Linked DNA regions of Hordeum vulgare: region 2 is linked to region 1. A link is a contact called in public Hi-C data. All regions are on one chromosome and are shown on one strand. Each heading gives the region's core, a stretch centred on a gene start, on an enhancer-like site or on the middle of the called end of the contact. The rest is flanking DNA. Distances are from core to core; before and after follow the strand shown.

Region 1 (7,882 bases), core at 3,175-5,674:
TCCCTTGCGCAAGACAGCCTTGGGCTGACCCCACCTACTTAGTGCGCCACCCCCAAGGTCCTTGGGCCCTCCCGGGTGGGTGGTCCCCCTCCCGGTGAAGATCCGGAACCCATTCGTCATTCCCGGTACATTACCGGTAATGCCCGAAAACTTTCCGGTAACCAAATGAAGTCATCCTATATATCAACCTTCGTTTCCGGGCCATTCCGGAAACCCTCGTGACGTCCGTGATCTCATCCAGGACTCCGAACAACATTCGGTGACCAACCATATAACTCAAATACGCATAAAACAACGTCGAACCTTAAGTGTGCAGACCCTGCGGGTTCGAGAACTATGTAGACATGACCCGAGTGACTCCTCAGTCAATATCCAATAGCAGGACCTGGATGCCCATATTGGATCCTACATATTCTACGAAGATCTTATCGTTTGAACCTCAGTGCCAATGATTCATATAATCCTGTATGTCATTCCCTTTGTCCTTCGGTATGTTACTTGCCCGAGAGTTGATCGTCAGTATCCGCATACCTATTTCAATCTCGTTTACCGGCAAGTCTCTTTACTCGTTTCCGTAATACAAGATCCCGCAACTTACACTAAGTCACATTGCTTGCAAAGCTTGTGTGTGATGTTGTATTACCGAGTGGGCCCCGAGATACCTCTCCGTCACACGGAGTGACAAATCCGAGTCTCGATCCATACTAACTCAACGAACACCTTCGGAGATACCTATAGAGGATCTTTATAGTCACCCAGTTACGTTGTGACGTTTCATACACACAAGGTATTCCTCTGGTGCCAGTGAGTTATATGATCTCATGGTCATAGGAACAAATACTTGACACGCAGAAAAACAGTAGCAACAAAATGACACGATCAACATTCTACGTTCATTAGTTTGGGTCTAGACCATCACATGATTCTCCTAATGATGTGATCCCGATATCAAGTAACCACACTTGCCTATGGTCAGGAAACCTTGACCATCTTTGGTCAACGAGCTAGTCAACTAGAGGCTTACTAGGGACAGTGTTTTGTCTATGTATCCACACAAGTATTGTGTTTCCAATCAATACAATTATAGCATGGATAATAAACGATTATCATGAACAAAGAAATATAATAATAACTAATTTATTATTACCCCTAGGGCATATTTCCAACAATACATTTGGGGGAAAACTATCCCATGCATCTAGGATTCATTTGCTAACCTCTCCCATTGTTTCTCTTCTCTTCCATCCCTCCATAGCATGAATTGCTTTGGTGAGATTTGAGAGAGAGAGAGAGAGAGAGGATTTGAGCATTCTTATGTTCTTGCTTTGCATTTGTTGCATCGTTTTGAGCTCTCCATGTCGATTTTTTCAAGTGAGATCCCATGAGCTTGTTACTCTTGGAGGCCGCCGCCTCTTAAACAGTTTGGTGGTTGCTGCTTCATTGCCCTCTTGATAGAGATTGTGAAGAGGCCCTAGTTACTCCTTCGTTATGGTTGGAAATGGTCGTGAATCTTGACATATATCGAGTGGAGGAACAAGCTAACCATAGTGGTTCAAAATCTCCTTCATGTTGATATCTCAAGGAAAAAAGGGCGACCTTTTGCGGTATTGTTGCGCCTTTGTGGTATCACCCATCCCTCCAATAGAGACTAGAGTATGAGTGGATACTTAAACTTCAGGAACATATATGCAGTCTCTTGTCTCCATTACTTTCCGCAATTCATACTTGATATTGTTATTATATCTTGTACTTAGTGTAACTACTAACTTGTACTGTTTATTTATGTATCTTGTGTAAACTTGTATTCTTACTCATGCTTATGTGTATCATTAATTTTCCATCTCTTCTTATATACACCTCATGTAAGTATGCAACTTACTTCTGCTTGCTAGTAATGCCATTGTTCTCATGTTGTTTAGTTTAAGTTATTGGTTCACTTCACTAAGCCTACTATATTTACGATTTGTGCTTGGAAAATACCTGCCTACTTTAGGATTCAACCAAATTCATAAAAGTTTTGCAAGCGAGTATCCACCCCCTCTCTAGGCGACATGCTGGTCCTTTCAACGGTACCCATTCAAGATCGAATTGGCATGGTTACAACCGGTTGGTTTGTAGACTTAGTTAAGACCATTTGGAAATGCCTAACTACTTATGCATAAAGCATTGCTAGTAATAGGTTCAAAACATGCACCGGTGATGAGTTAGTCGTCCGTCACTTATAATTTTCAACACTTGTAACTGGTTATATGAGTGACGAGCGATCATTATCACTAGTATGTCTTACCCATGACAATTAGTCCAAATGTGCCCTTTGCTGGTTCACCACTTAGGCTAAGCTCCACTTGCTTACAAGTGGTGTGGTACTTTGTTCAGACTTTTTCATTTGAAAGAGCGATAAGTAATCAGAGCAACATGAATACAAATCCATTCCATTTCATCAAAACAACAACAAAAATTCATTCCATTCCATCGAATAACAGAAGTGTGTATTATATCTCTAGAGGGGTAGATGGCTAGACCGACATCAATAGTCAATGAAAAAGGATAGCCAAAAGGTAACCCTAAGCCATGTCCTATGAAAGGAAAAGTGATATGCTACAATACCCAAGCTTGGTGAATAAAGGAAATGAATATGCTAAAGATGATTCACCAACACACGAAGTGCACAAATGCACCACTTGAACCTATCCCCTTTTGAAATGACAAGTTAGTAAAGGACGTCGCCTAAATATGAAATCATCGTATTTGAAGGAGATATAGAAATAGAAGCTACCCCAAACCCTAACACTATGCCCCAGGGGCCGGCTAGTGTTAGGAACACAACTCGGGCACATCCATAGTTTTGGTACCCTCCGATCACTGGATGCTTATGTCTGACAACGCAAACAAAACAAGACAAAACACAATTCATTTATCAAACAATGCTAACTATGCAGTAGAAATTACTAAATGAGTATTGACTTATTATGAAGTAATTATTTGTCACCAGGGCGGCGGTCGATCTACCTTCTTCCCGGTTAGGACTACGGGTCCCGTCGCTCTTCGCTCGTCACTTCGACGACGGAAGGGGGCGGGGACCCCAGGGATTCGATTTGGTGGTGAGTGGTGATAGGGTGAGGAATAAAGTTAGGCTTTGTCTCCGATTGACGGTGGCAAGCCGATGGCGTCGCTGCTAGCATGAGTAACGTCCACCCATCTCGACCTCGTTCCGATGGTGCTTCTTCATATTGTCGAGAGTCGTGTGAAGGATGGTGTGTCCAATGATATGGTTTTACGGATCTTGTTTTCTTGTAGTAGATTTTTCTCGATCGCCATGCGATTGTCCTCTGGCTTCATTTCCGACTGCCAAAGGTTGGACAACCTCAATCTCATCGTAGAGCGTGTGAGATTTGTATTTTCGACTTCTACCGGTAGCAACTATAACATCAAATTATACAGTACTTCCTATGTACCTAAATAATTATAGTTGAAGAAAATTAGTACTTGTAGCAACTACTGAATTTTTTCACTAAACAATATCAACGGTATAATTATTTCTAGCCAGCCCTGCCAATCAAATGGTACTTCAACCAGACAACTAAAAAATAACTTGAACGGAAGATGAAAAGCTTTCTAAAATATGTTAGCAGACTATAGGTGGTTGGTGGAACAACGACATCCGGCCTCCCACCCTCACGGGTACCCAGAGATTCTTTCGCGGTAGGTGATCCCAACCATCATCCGGGTCTGCTCCGCTTGGACGCATACCAAACCCACGCCGGTCACTGACGCGCGGACCATCCCCAGCCAATGCAGTTCGACCTTCCCTGGTTCTCCTACCCCGGCCAATGGAGCCCCACGCCATCCCCACGTGTTACCACTTCCTGGACTGGATCCAGCATGCATCCGTCGGCCGTGGCGTCGCGCTCGCCAGCGCCGCACCGATTCGGCAGCTCCCCGCTCGGCACCACGCCATGCCATGCCACCGGGTGTAACAGACGCCGCAAAAATTACGGCCCAGCGGGCAGCGGTCTCCACAGAATTTTCTGCGGCGGGAGGGGAGATTGGGGCGGAGGAAAGCGATAAGGTCCAGGCAGCTTGCAGCGCCGGAGTTGGGACGCGCGTCGTCTCTCTCATCTCTCCCGCCCGATCGACCCATCGTCTTCCTCCCGATCGATACCTCCCCCCGTCGCCCGTTCCCACTCTACTTGCCGGTTTCTGTGGCTGGGCCTCTTATACCGGCCGCTGCTCGGCCCCTCGTCCATCCAAACGCCATCCTCCTCCCCGCCGCCCGTTGCCGATCACCACTGTCAGCGCCCACGTCACCCTGAAACCTCCGTCTCGCGCCGTGCTCTCCACCTCACTCCCACCCCACCCCAGCTGAGCACAACCGAACGCGCCGATATATATTGGCCAACCAAACCAAATCACACTCCCTAACCCAGCCACACCCGCTCTTCTCGCCAGGAGCGGAGGCCACCCACCTCCCACCCCCACCCCATCCATCCCTGCCGCCGCGCGCGTGCGTCTCCGCATCCACCCCCCCAGCCCAATGGAGCGCGCACGCCGCCTCGCCAGCCGCGCGCTGCTGCGCCGCCTGCTCGCGGCCTCCTCGTCCGCCACGTCCCCGTCCCCGTCCCGCGGCGTCTCCACCCTGGCGCCCAGGCCGGCGGCGGCCGGGTCGCGCCCCCGCGCGCGCCCGGCGCACCAGTACACGCCCGGCCGGCCCGTCTCCGTGTCGGCGCTGCAGCCCAGCGACACCTTCCCGCGGCGGCACAACTCGGCCACCCCCGCCGAGCAGGCCGTTATGGCGTCCGAGTGCGGCTTCAACACCCTCGACGCGCTCATCGACGCCACCGTCCCGGCCGCAATCCGCGCGCCGCCCATGCAGTTCACCGGCAAGTTCGACGCAGGCTTCACCGAGTCGCAGATGCTCGACCACATGGCGCACCTCGCCTCCATGAACAAGACCTACAAGTCCTTCATCGGGATGGGCTACTACAACACCCACATCCCCGCCGTCATACTGCGCAACCTCATGGAGAACCCCGCGTGGTACACGCAATACACGCCTTACCAGGCGGAGATCGCCCAGGGCCGCCTCGAGTCGCTGCTCAACTACCAGACCATGGTCGCCGACCTCACCGGCCTGCCCATGTCCAACGCCTCGCTGCTCGACGAGGCCACCGCCGCCGCCGAGGCAATGGCCATGTGCCTCGGCATCGTCAAGTCCAAGAAGAAGACCTTCCTCATCGCCTCCAACTGCCACCCGCAGACCATCGACATCTGCAAGACGCGTGCCACCGGCTTCGACATCAACGTCGTCGTCTCCGCCGCCAAGGACTTCGACTACAGCAGCGGCGACGTCTGCGGCGTGCTCGTGCAGTACCCCGGCACCGAGGGGGAGGTGTTGGACTACGCCGAGTTCGTCAAGGACGCGCACGCGCACGGCGTCAAGGTGGTGATGGCCACTGACCTGCTCGCGCTCACCACGCTGCGCCCGCCGGGCGAGATTGGCGCCGACATCGCCGTGGGCTCCGCGCAACGCTTCGGCGTGCCCATGGGGTACGGCGGCCCGCACGCTGCCTTCCTCGCCACCTCCCAGGAGTACAAGAGGCTGATGCCCGGCCGCATCATCGGTGTGAGCGTCGACTCCAGCGGCAAGCCCGCGCTCCGCATGGCGATGCAGACCAGGGAGCAGCACATCCGGCGAGACAAGGCCACCAGCAACATCTGCACCGCGCAGGTACGCGAGCACCCCCACCCACTCACCAATTTTCCTGATAGTGACAGCACAATAGCTAAGAGTTCGTGCTACCTGATACGGGTGGGTGGGTTAGTGGCCGAGCATATTATCATAAATTAGTGATTCATTAGATACCTTTTGTCACTTTATAGGCGTTGCTCGCCAACATGGCGGCGATGTATGCCGTCTACCATGGTCCGGCTGGCCTGAAGGCGATCGCCGACCGTGTCCATGGACTGGCTGGTACTTTCGCCCATGGTTTGAAGAAGCTCGGGACAGTGACAGTGCAGGAGCTGCCCTACTTTGACACGGTCAAGATCACTTGCGCCGATGCTAATGCCATTGCTGAGGAGGCCCGCAAAAACGAGATGAACCTTCGCGTTGTCGACGCAAACACGGTTCGTTTTCAGCTGATTTCTGTTGTGTTCCACTCCAACCGAATTAGTTCTGAGTTTCGAGCATTAATTTCGAGTTGTGATATTGTAGATCACCGTTGCCTTTGATGAGACCACCACCTTGGAGGATGTTGACAAGCTGTTCAAGGTTTTCTCTGGTGGCAAGCCAGTAAGTAGTCACCAACCAACTGCATAATTCCGCGTGCTTCATGTCAAATTATGTCGCAAATTTAAATGATGTTCTGGCAACAACGCTTTCAGGTGGGCTTCACAGCTGAATCCATTGCGCCTGAGGTCTCAAGCTCAATTCCTCCTAGCCTTGTGCGCGACAGCCCCTACTTGACCCACCCAATCTTTAGCATGTACGTTTATTGTCAAAAGTTTGCATCTTTTGCGTCAATAATATTTTTTATTTATTTCCAAACAAAAACATTGTGCACAGAGCACAAACTTCACTAATTTGTCTGAATGTTATGAAACTAACTGAAGATATGCCGTGGCCTTGCAGGTACCACACAGAGCACGAGCTCCTCCGTTACCTGCACAAGTTGCAATCCAAGGATCTCTCACTGTGCCACAGTATGATCCCTCTTGGTTCTTGCACCATGAAACTAAATGCTACCGTCGAGATGATGCCCGTCACCGATCCCAAGTTCGCCAACATGCACCCATTTGCCCCTATTGATCAAGCTGCAGGCTATCATGTATGGACCATTTTGTATTTATTTAGTTTCTAATGAAAAAAAAAATGAACCAATGTTCCGAATTGACTTGTTTTTTTTAATGAAGGAAATGTTTGACAACCTGGGTGATCTGCTGAACACCATCACTGGTTTTGATTCGTTTTCTTTGCAACCGAATGCTGGTGCTTCAGGAGAGTATGCTGGACTGATGGTTATTCGGGCATACCACAAGGTATGCCATGACAAATACGCTGCGCTAGTTCTGTTGCTTTGTTTCGCACTCTTTGTTTATGAACCATGTGCAAAAAATGCAGGCAAGAGGAGACCACCACCGAAATGTCTGCATCATTCCCGTCTCTGCGCACGGTACAAACCCTGCAAGTGCTGCTATGTGTGGAATGAAGATTGTTGCTGTTGGAACTGATGCCAAAGGTAACATTAACATTGAGGAGTTGAGGAAAGCTGCTGAAGCAAACAAGGACAACCTGTCTGCTCTGATGGTACTATTTCTAATTCTACGCTCTGTCAATTTGAGAGTTTATGACGAATTGCGACCTCAGTGTGAACTCTTTCAGCTCAGTTGTTGATTATTAAATTTTGAGCTACCATTCTGAATCTATATTATACTCCCTCTGTACCTAAGTAGTTCTCCCCAACTACAATTACTTAGGTACAGAGGGAGTAGCTATCACTATATCAAGTGTGATGGAGCAATTAGGAGACTTTCACTGTCTTATTTTCTTGCAGCTTCTGATCTACATTATATAACTAAAATATTTACTATCCATGGCTAGAAATTACTAGATTAATCAGAAGAAAAAGAGAAAAAATCTACACTGCTTCTTTTCGTGTGTTCAGATTGTAGTGGTGTGGAATAAATAATTTGATGGAAGCATGTTATAGTATCGAGCCACACAAATTGTGTGGGAAATTGGTGAGTGTATGTTAAAATGGAAATCAGACAACTGCTTCATATAACCTTTTACATGAAGCTATTTGAATTAATTGATATATAATGGAAGAATATGTCCAAATACCTTATTTCATATCATCATATATTGAAGCTACATATGGTT
Region 2 (7,882 bases), core at 3,393-5,892, 340 kb after region 1:
ATAAAACTTGATGATAAATAGACAGGAGATGAGTAAATTATAATTAGAAGGCATCCCAATTGTTTGGAGGGTGATGATCTTGATGTTAAAAATGACAAAAATGGGTTTGAAAAGGTCAAAACTTTAGATAGCATGTACCCACTACTTTGGATTATAAGGATGCTAATTTTGATATCTCCTATTTAATTGAATGTATTTCCTTATTACAATCCATAATCAATTCACATAGTGCATATGAACAAAACTCGGCTTTTACTAGACATATCGTAGAAGCTCTTATTAAAGCTCATGAAAAAAGCTTGAACTAGGAGTGTCTATACCAAGAAATTTGCATGATGAGTGGGAACCTGCTATTAAAATAAGGTTAAATATTATGAATGTAGAGTATTGTGTGATCTAGGAGCTAGTGTATCCACTATACTCAAATCTTTATGTGATGTTCTAGGCCTCACCGATATGGATGGATGTTCCCTCAACTTGAAATTAGCGGATTCAACAATTAAGAAACCATTGGGTTGGATTAATGATGTACACATACTTGCGAATAGAAATTATGTGCCCGTGGATTTCATTGTACTTTATATTGAATGTAATATGTCTCGTCCTATAATACTTGGTAGACCTTTCCTACGAACCATAGGTGTAGTTATTGATATGAAAGAAGGTAACATAAGATTCCAATTCACACAATAGAAAACGATGTAACACTTCCCAAGAAAAAGAATTAACCCTCCTTATGAATCTATTACGAGAGCCACCTATGGTATTAGTTTGAATGATGACAAAATGTGAACCTAGCATTATGCCTAGCTAAAGGGCATTAAACAATAGCGCTTGTTGGGAGACAACATAATAGCTATCCTTTGATCTATATTTATATTTTTCTTCAGTCAACATAGTTATTACTACTATAGTAATTATGTGTGTATATTTTATTTTGAGTTTTGTGCCAAGTAAACCCTTTGGGATGATTTGGATGATAGTTGAATTGAAACCATGGAGAAACAGAAACTTTTACGCCCAATGTTTTAATGATCTAATTTTACTCGTAGATGATAAATTGCTGAATTTTTTTACATAGTATTGACATACAAATTTCCCACGTTTTTCTAATTTTTAATAAGTTTTGGAGTTACAGAAGTATGGTTTTAGTGCAGATCATTACGAACTGTTTTGTTTTAGATATATTCTTTTTTTTGCATAATGTGCTTGTTTTAGTGATTCTATGGATTATATCAGGGGTCTAATTATCATGTTTCATTCTTGTAATTATTTTTTATGCTAATGCTAATGATATATGCTCATATGGATTTTTATTGTCTATTATGAAAATACTTGTCATATGAATGATCATCACCATGCCATGCTCATTTGCATCTCATATAATAAATTATGTATTGTTGTTGATGTTATGATTCATATGCTAAAAGGTTATGTTGCCCATCCATGTTCATGTTGATATCATGCTCATATGCATTGTTATTTCATCATGTTATTATGACTCAGCTCATCACCATTCAAGTTAAACTTGAAATTAATCGAACTTGAAAAAATGTGTTGGCTCAAGCATGGTTCCACTGAATCGAGCTCACCAATGCAACCACACATGGCTCAATGGGAGGCCCTAATTCGGTCTATTGTCATGCCTCTCGGTGCCTCCAACTAGGGAAAGTTATGTGCGCGTGCTACCTTGATCAGGTAGGCAGCCATAAGCCTGTGTGCCCGGGTTTGGTATTGAGCTCATATCCCCGTTTGGAACCGTTTATGTTTTGCCATGATGGTGGCCATCCAAAAGGTGGCGGATGTCACGAGTTAACATTGGTGCCACCCATGACACAACCCAAAGGGGTGTTTGTTGGAGTGGCTAGGAGAGTGTCATGCAATAATTCGGTTTGGTCGGAATGTCGTTGGTCCACCCGAATGGGAGCACAAGGCCATGAGTTCCGTGGTGTGGGTACAGTGTACTAACCTCTACAGAGTGTATAGCCTATCGATAACCTCGTCCTCGGTCACGGACACAGTTCTTAATAGGTCACACTATGGGTCAAAAGTAATAATAAACTAGATATAAACAACCCTGGTTCCATGAGGAAAGAAGTTGGTTGATCTTTATGTGGTCATGCGGTGATAATAGGTAAAGATCAAGCTCCTTGTGGTCACGTGACGATCATGATGGTATTATTGATACCGAGATTGGTTGATCCTCAGGTGATCGTGTGATGTTCACGACGGTAAGCTTGATACATATGGTGGTTACAAAATAACCTCCGAGCAGAGTAAGTTGATCAATGGGACCTTAAACATCGAAACCCCCTTCTCATCCTAGTATCATCATGTTCATATCATGAGTAACATGTTCATGCCATGCTCATCTCATGTTGTTCTAGTAGTATCATGATCATTATCAATTAGCTTGTAATGCCATGATGTTGTTTGTCTTGATTGCTTTGGTTGATGTGAGCTTGCGAGCACATTCAAAGTACCCACTTGGCGTGTCATGCGAGATTGCAGGTGATACCATGATTGATTGCTTGTCGAGGATTCCGAGTTTGTGCTCTAGGACGTGTCCTAGCCAGAGTCCCTGCAAAGTGGAGTCCATCATTGTCGTCGTTGTTCCACTACTAGAAGTTATTCCGTTGTTATGAGTGGTTCCGCTGCCAGCATAGAGCTACCTTAGCAGGCGTAGTGTCGACGTGCCTTTGTAATCTTTTGTAACACCCGAACCCTTGTACCTAGATTAATTGTAATAAAGAGTTGATTTGTTTTATGAAAGCAATGTCGTTTTCCAGAAGACTTGATCTTTGGGCTGGAATACGGGATGTTCCCGTTCCTCTGAACCGGGGTGCCACATGAATGCAGCATGCCAAGTGGCACCGACGTTCGATAGAAAGCACGTGAGAGGCGGGTGGTGGGAATTTGATGGGGCGGTCCGACACGGGCTTGGTAACGGTCTAGAAGCCTGCAAAGCACCCCACGCGTGTCTACGGTTTGCGGGAGAAAACACGTCCGAGCCGTTCGGCGGACCCGATACAAACCCGCCTCGACGACTTTCATGGTTCAAATTGTGCGGTCCAAACATATACGGACAATTTGAGGGTTGGAGATAGTTACAACATCTACAGTCGGACTAGCAAATTCCAACCCCTCAAACGCACAAGCGCGTCTGCAGACATTGACTAGTCAAACCTCAAATTTTCCTTCTCACAACTGTACACCTCAAACATCATATCTCAAATCCATACAAACTCATGCAACTACGTTGATTCATCACACACGCCAGCCAGCTACTCCATCACTACTAACATGCCGTCGGACTAGCAAAATTTGGCACGTTTGGCTATGATGGAGATCATCCATGGTTGCCCTTGCCGTACTTCACGTGGAAGTACTGGTCGAAGATACAGTAGGGATTTAGCCGGATCTACTTGTTGCGGGAGGTATCCTTGTCGCCACTGACCTCCTTTTACTCCTTCGGTGGCAGCCCGACCATTTCACGGACCGCCAGGTTCTGTTCTCGGACGAGGGCGCACGTTTTCGTCTGCTGCCGTTTCTTCAAAATGCGGGCACAAATGGCTTCCTCCTCTACGGCGGCCCACGTCACCGCATCAGCCGCCTTCCCCGCCACCATTCCTACCGCGACACGCGCCTCGACAACCCTTATCCTCGCCTTCCCATGACGGGCCGCCCGTTCCCGATGGGACTCATTGTCTGCCCAACCGATGACGGGGAAGGAGAAATTTTCCGACCGCCGAGACCGCAATGATCCAGCCCGAGAGGACCTGAGTGCCCCTTGCGCCGACTCTATGGAGTCGCGCTGGACAAATCCTTTCGTCGGTCGGGCGCCGTCCTTCCGGGAGCGACGGGGTGCAATGCGGACCGCCATTGCCTCCTCCACTGCACGGGAAGACACCACAATCGACATATCCGAATTGATCGGAGTCAGATCCGCTGCTAGCCATACTAAAGACGGCTGGAAATCGCCGGAGGTGAGCTAGGATGGCGAAGGGAGTGAGGGAAGTAGAGTGTGAAGTGGCTAGGGTTTGCTAAGACGAGCGGATGAGAACGAATATATGTGAAGTCATTGCAGGCCAGCGCGGGCAGATCGACATAGCGGTCGTGCCCACACGCCCCATATCCGCATCATATTTGGGTTGGATATGAGGAATGCCGGTCAGCCCAAACGTTTAAGAACTGTTTGAGACGTCTGTGTGAATCGAAATTTCATGACCGGTAAGTGACCAGGCAACCCGTCCGGATGTTTGAGGAAGGTTTGGGGCGCCTACTTTAAATATCGTGAACGATCAATAACCAATCATTCATAAAACCTTGGTGGAAGCAAAACCAACCAATGGTTGGATGGTTAGAGGGACAGTGGTATTCCCAACCCATCAGAATTCAGCCCTGGTGCTTGCATTATTTCTGGATTTATTTCTGGATTTTTGACAATACGCTTTTAGTGGAAGAAGGCGTTTCCGTCGACGACGAGACGCCTACGATGAATTCGTAAATCTCAAGATGACGTGCTGGCTCAGACTTACGAAGATGCTCATAGATGTGCGTGTTTGCATTCACAGGATGAGTGTTTACGTGTATACGTTTGTATTGTCTTAAAGAACCTTGTTGGAAGGAAGCAAAGCGGGGTGGCGTGCGCGGTTCGTGCGCCTACCATTTGCGCCCATCCAGGTGCATGCACCGTCCCGGCGTCCCGTCCCTCCCTCTGCACTTTCCTCTGCAACCACGCCTCCCCCTGCCTGCTACCCCTGGCTTTGCTCCCAAGCGAAGCCAAAGTAAACCTTCACCCGTACGGCAAGAGGCGACGCCGGGGGCCAATCTACGGGCACCAGATCGCGGAGGAGCCTGCCGTCTCCTGCCCATTCTCCGGTGAGCTTTCCTCTCAATCTCCGTGCTCTCCTCCCCTTCGGTCAGTTCCACTGGTCCGTACGGTGCTTGTATTTTAGGGCCAGTTTAGGAGCTCGCATTCGTCGGGCATTGAGTGCATCGGATGCAGTTTGTAGAGATCGATTTACTAGTTGGTGCAGCTGGGCGCAATTCTTTTTTTTTTAGTAAGGTTCTGGATTGAGACCAATTTATCCCCGCTCGAGCCACTGTCTGCTCCTGCGTTTTGTTTGTGCATTTCGTCAAACGGCTGGCTGAAGCAGCGGATTGCTTTGGGACTTTGGGGGAGGAGGCGTGGCTCCTGGACACGCCAACGTAATATTGTTTCAACTTTCAAGCATTCCTTTATATGGTCATTGGTGTTCCTTTACTTGCCAATCTGATCTTATGTTGCCCATCGTCTCTTCTCTGTTAAAGACATCGGTTCATAACATGTTTGAGACCTAAAATGTTCTAGATAAATACTTTTTTGTTGTGGGAGCTGTATCTTTGCCAGTCTGAAGTGCAAACATTTAAGCTCATTGCGGTTAATGAGGTGTTGCTGGTATAGCAAAATTATCACTTGTTCTGCGATGCATTTGATATGAAAAGGGATAGGCCATCTGTTTTGGGCTCGAAAATGGTAGGCCGTGAGAATACTGAACTTCCTAATAACTGTGCAACAGTTTGATTGAGGAGAATTTGTAAAAGTGGACAACAAGGTAACTGAAATTTAGAGAAATTATAGTTGCTATCCTCTCGTTCATATCTTTATGTCCATATCCAACATTTTTGTGCCCTGAGCGTTTCGTATGGATTTGCATTGCTGTTGAAGTACTAATCCATTTAAACTGTCCTCAGTCCCCCATCCGCATTGACCAATAAGAACTTAGTATAATAAAAGGTTAATAAGAAATGACATACTACAAGCCTACTACCAGTTAACTTCTTCCAAAATTAAAGAGAGCGGAATCATTGCATTAACAACATAAATGTTTTCTCAATGGACAGTTATTTGAAACAGAAACCCAAGGCTGGTGACAGTTATTGGGAAATGAGTGGAGCACTAAACTAGCGCTGATTATAATTCGTCACCCTTTTTCTCCCAAAGCATGGTGCGGTGCGCCTAATTGTATTTGTTCTTCTTTCTTTTCAGCAAAGGTCTCCAGAGTCATGAGATGCAAGCTCATTTGATTTTTTATATGTTCAACAAGCACTGAAGTATTTTCCTCGATGGAGGCTGAAGCTGCTTTCGATGTTGAAGATTCCAGATCAAACGATGAACTGCAGGAGTTGTGGCCAGTTGGTGAGATAGACCCAAAGAGAGGGCGATTCCCTTGTTGCATTGTCTGGACTCCTCTTCCTGTAGTTTCATGGCTTGCTCCTTACATAGGCCATGTTGGAATCTGTCAGGAGGATGGATCTGTCCTGGATTTTGCTGGTTCAAATTTTGTGAGCATGGATAATTTTGCATATGGTTCTGTCGCTAGATACCTCCAGCTGGACAGAAAGAAGGTATATCTGATTCCTATTATTTTTGTTTTCTTCTTTAGAGTGTTGGCCTCTTACTTTATATGTACTGCTAATAAAATCTCTTATTTACTTGGAGGAAAATGTCTACTAGTCTCCTTTGTGACATGCTCCTGTGGAGGAAAATGCTTACTATCATATAAATAGTGAAACATTCTGTTATGTTATACAAATGGGCTGGGGATACTGAACGTGAGACTCCAGCCAGTTATCAAAGACAGAGGATGATTATTAAAATTTTGCAAATCTTAACATCTGTTTCAGTTTTTGTTTTCTTTAGTAACAAACAGTGTTATATACAAATAGTTAGTGTGGCGTTCTATAGGTTAACTTCTAACAAAGGTGATATCTGGTACTCCCTCCGTTCCTAAATATAAGTCTTTTAAGCGATTTCACTAGATGTCTACATACGGAGCAAAATGATTGAATGTACATTCTAAAATATGTCTATATACATCTGTATGTAGTTCACTAGTGAAATCTCTACAAAGACTTATATTTAGGAACGGAGGGAGTAATTTATATGGTGAAGTTGCATATGTTATTCCATAATCCTGTTCATTTATCATTATCTTTACCTTTGTAAAACCTACTTGTGTGCTGCTTTTTCTTTCAGCGCTTTCCTTTCAAGTTGGGAATTATTGTTGAAATATTTTTGCTTTGTTCATGGCCAGTGCTGCTTTCCTGCTAATCTGGGGGCACATGTATGCGAGTCGACGTACAAGCACACAGAAGTTGGAACAGCAACATCCTGGGATAGTACCTTGCAACTGGGCACAAGACATTTCCAGCACAAATACTACAACCTGTTCACCTGCAACTGTTACTCATTCGTAGCAAACTGCCTGAACCGGCTTGCCCACGGCGGTTCGGCGGAGTGGAATGTTTTGAATGTGGCAGCTCTTGTCTGGCTTCACGGCGAATGGGTGGACAAAATGTCTGTCGTTCGGTCATTCGCGCCATTCGTGACTGTGACGTGCATCGGTATTTTTATGGCCGGCTGGTCTTTCCTAATAGGGTTATCGGCATTCTGTTTGCTTCTGATAGGGTGGTTCGTCTTTGCTGTATACTGCACGAAAGGTTTGGTGTGCTGAAATTACATTGCGACTGAACCGGGTGAGGAGTTGTGGAAATAATTTGTCTGGGACCGTTGATCCATTCTTGTGATTATTCATCTTAAACTTATCGAAACACTGCACCTGCTAAGGCCTCCTTTGGTGCGTAGGATACGAACATTACAGAAATGCTGAAGTTATAGGAGGTGAGATGGCGTGCATCTCAAATTCTATGAAACGGAGAATATGAAAAGAATGTCGTTTGGTTCAGACGATATGATTTTTCCTCGCATTGAGTGTGAGAATGTTTCTCTCTGTTGACCAATCTAGTTTGTATGCAGGCGCCTGGCCACGGCCATGTGCAGGAAAGGTGTTGCTTCGTCTGAATGTGCGGCGTCCAACTCGCAAGTTTCGGACCAGAA

What was found. Hi-C and Micro-C count contacts between places; a contact is called where the count stands out from the background.
Region 2: a Hi-C map of seedling shows a contact between it and region 1, with 2.3 times the contacts expected there. The contact joins the promoter of LOC123444254 here to the promoter of LOC123444252 in region 1. A contact is called at or near these places in 2 of 6 Hi-C or Micro-C datasets (leaf and seedling) and 1 of 1 datasets of contacts at active chromatin or transcription factors (embryo).

Annotation. Positions count from the first base shown.
Region 1 is chr3H:459,317,964-459,325,845 of MorexV3_pseudomolecules_assembly, forward strand. It overlaps LOC123444252 (glycine dehydrogenase (decarboxylating) 1, mitochondrial-like), which reads left to right and starts at 4,425. Exons shown (of 15, transcript XM_045120916.1): 1 at 4,425-5,728; 2 at 5,881-6,126; 3 at 6,215-6,292; 4 at 6,385-6,485; 5 at 6,632-6,827; 6 at 6,913-7,038; 7 at 7,121-7,306. The coding sequence starts at 4,535.
Region 2 is chr3H:459,659,061-459,666,942 of MorexV3_pseudomolecules_assembly, forward strand. It overlaps LOC123444254 (protein REVERSION-TO-ETHYLENE SENSITIVITY1), which reads left to right and starts at 4,643. Exons shown (of 3, transcript XM_045120919.1): 1 at 4,643-4,881; 2 at 6,032-6,390; 3 at 7,080-7,596. The coding sequence starts at 6,109. The coding sequence ends at 7,499.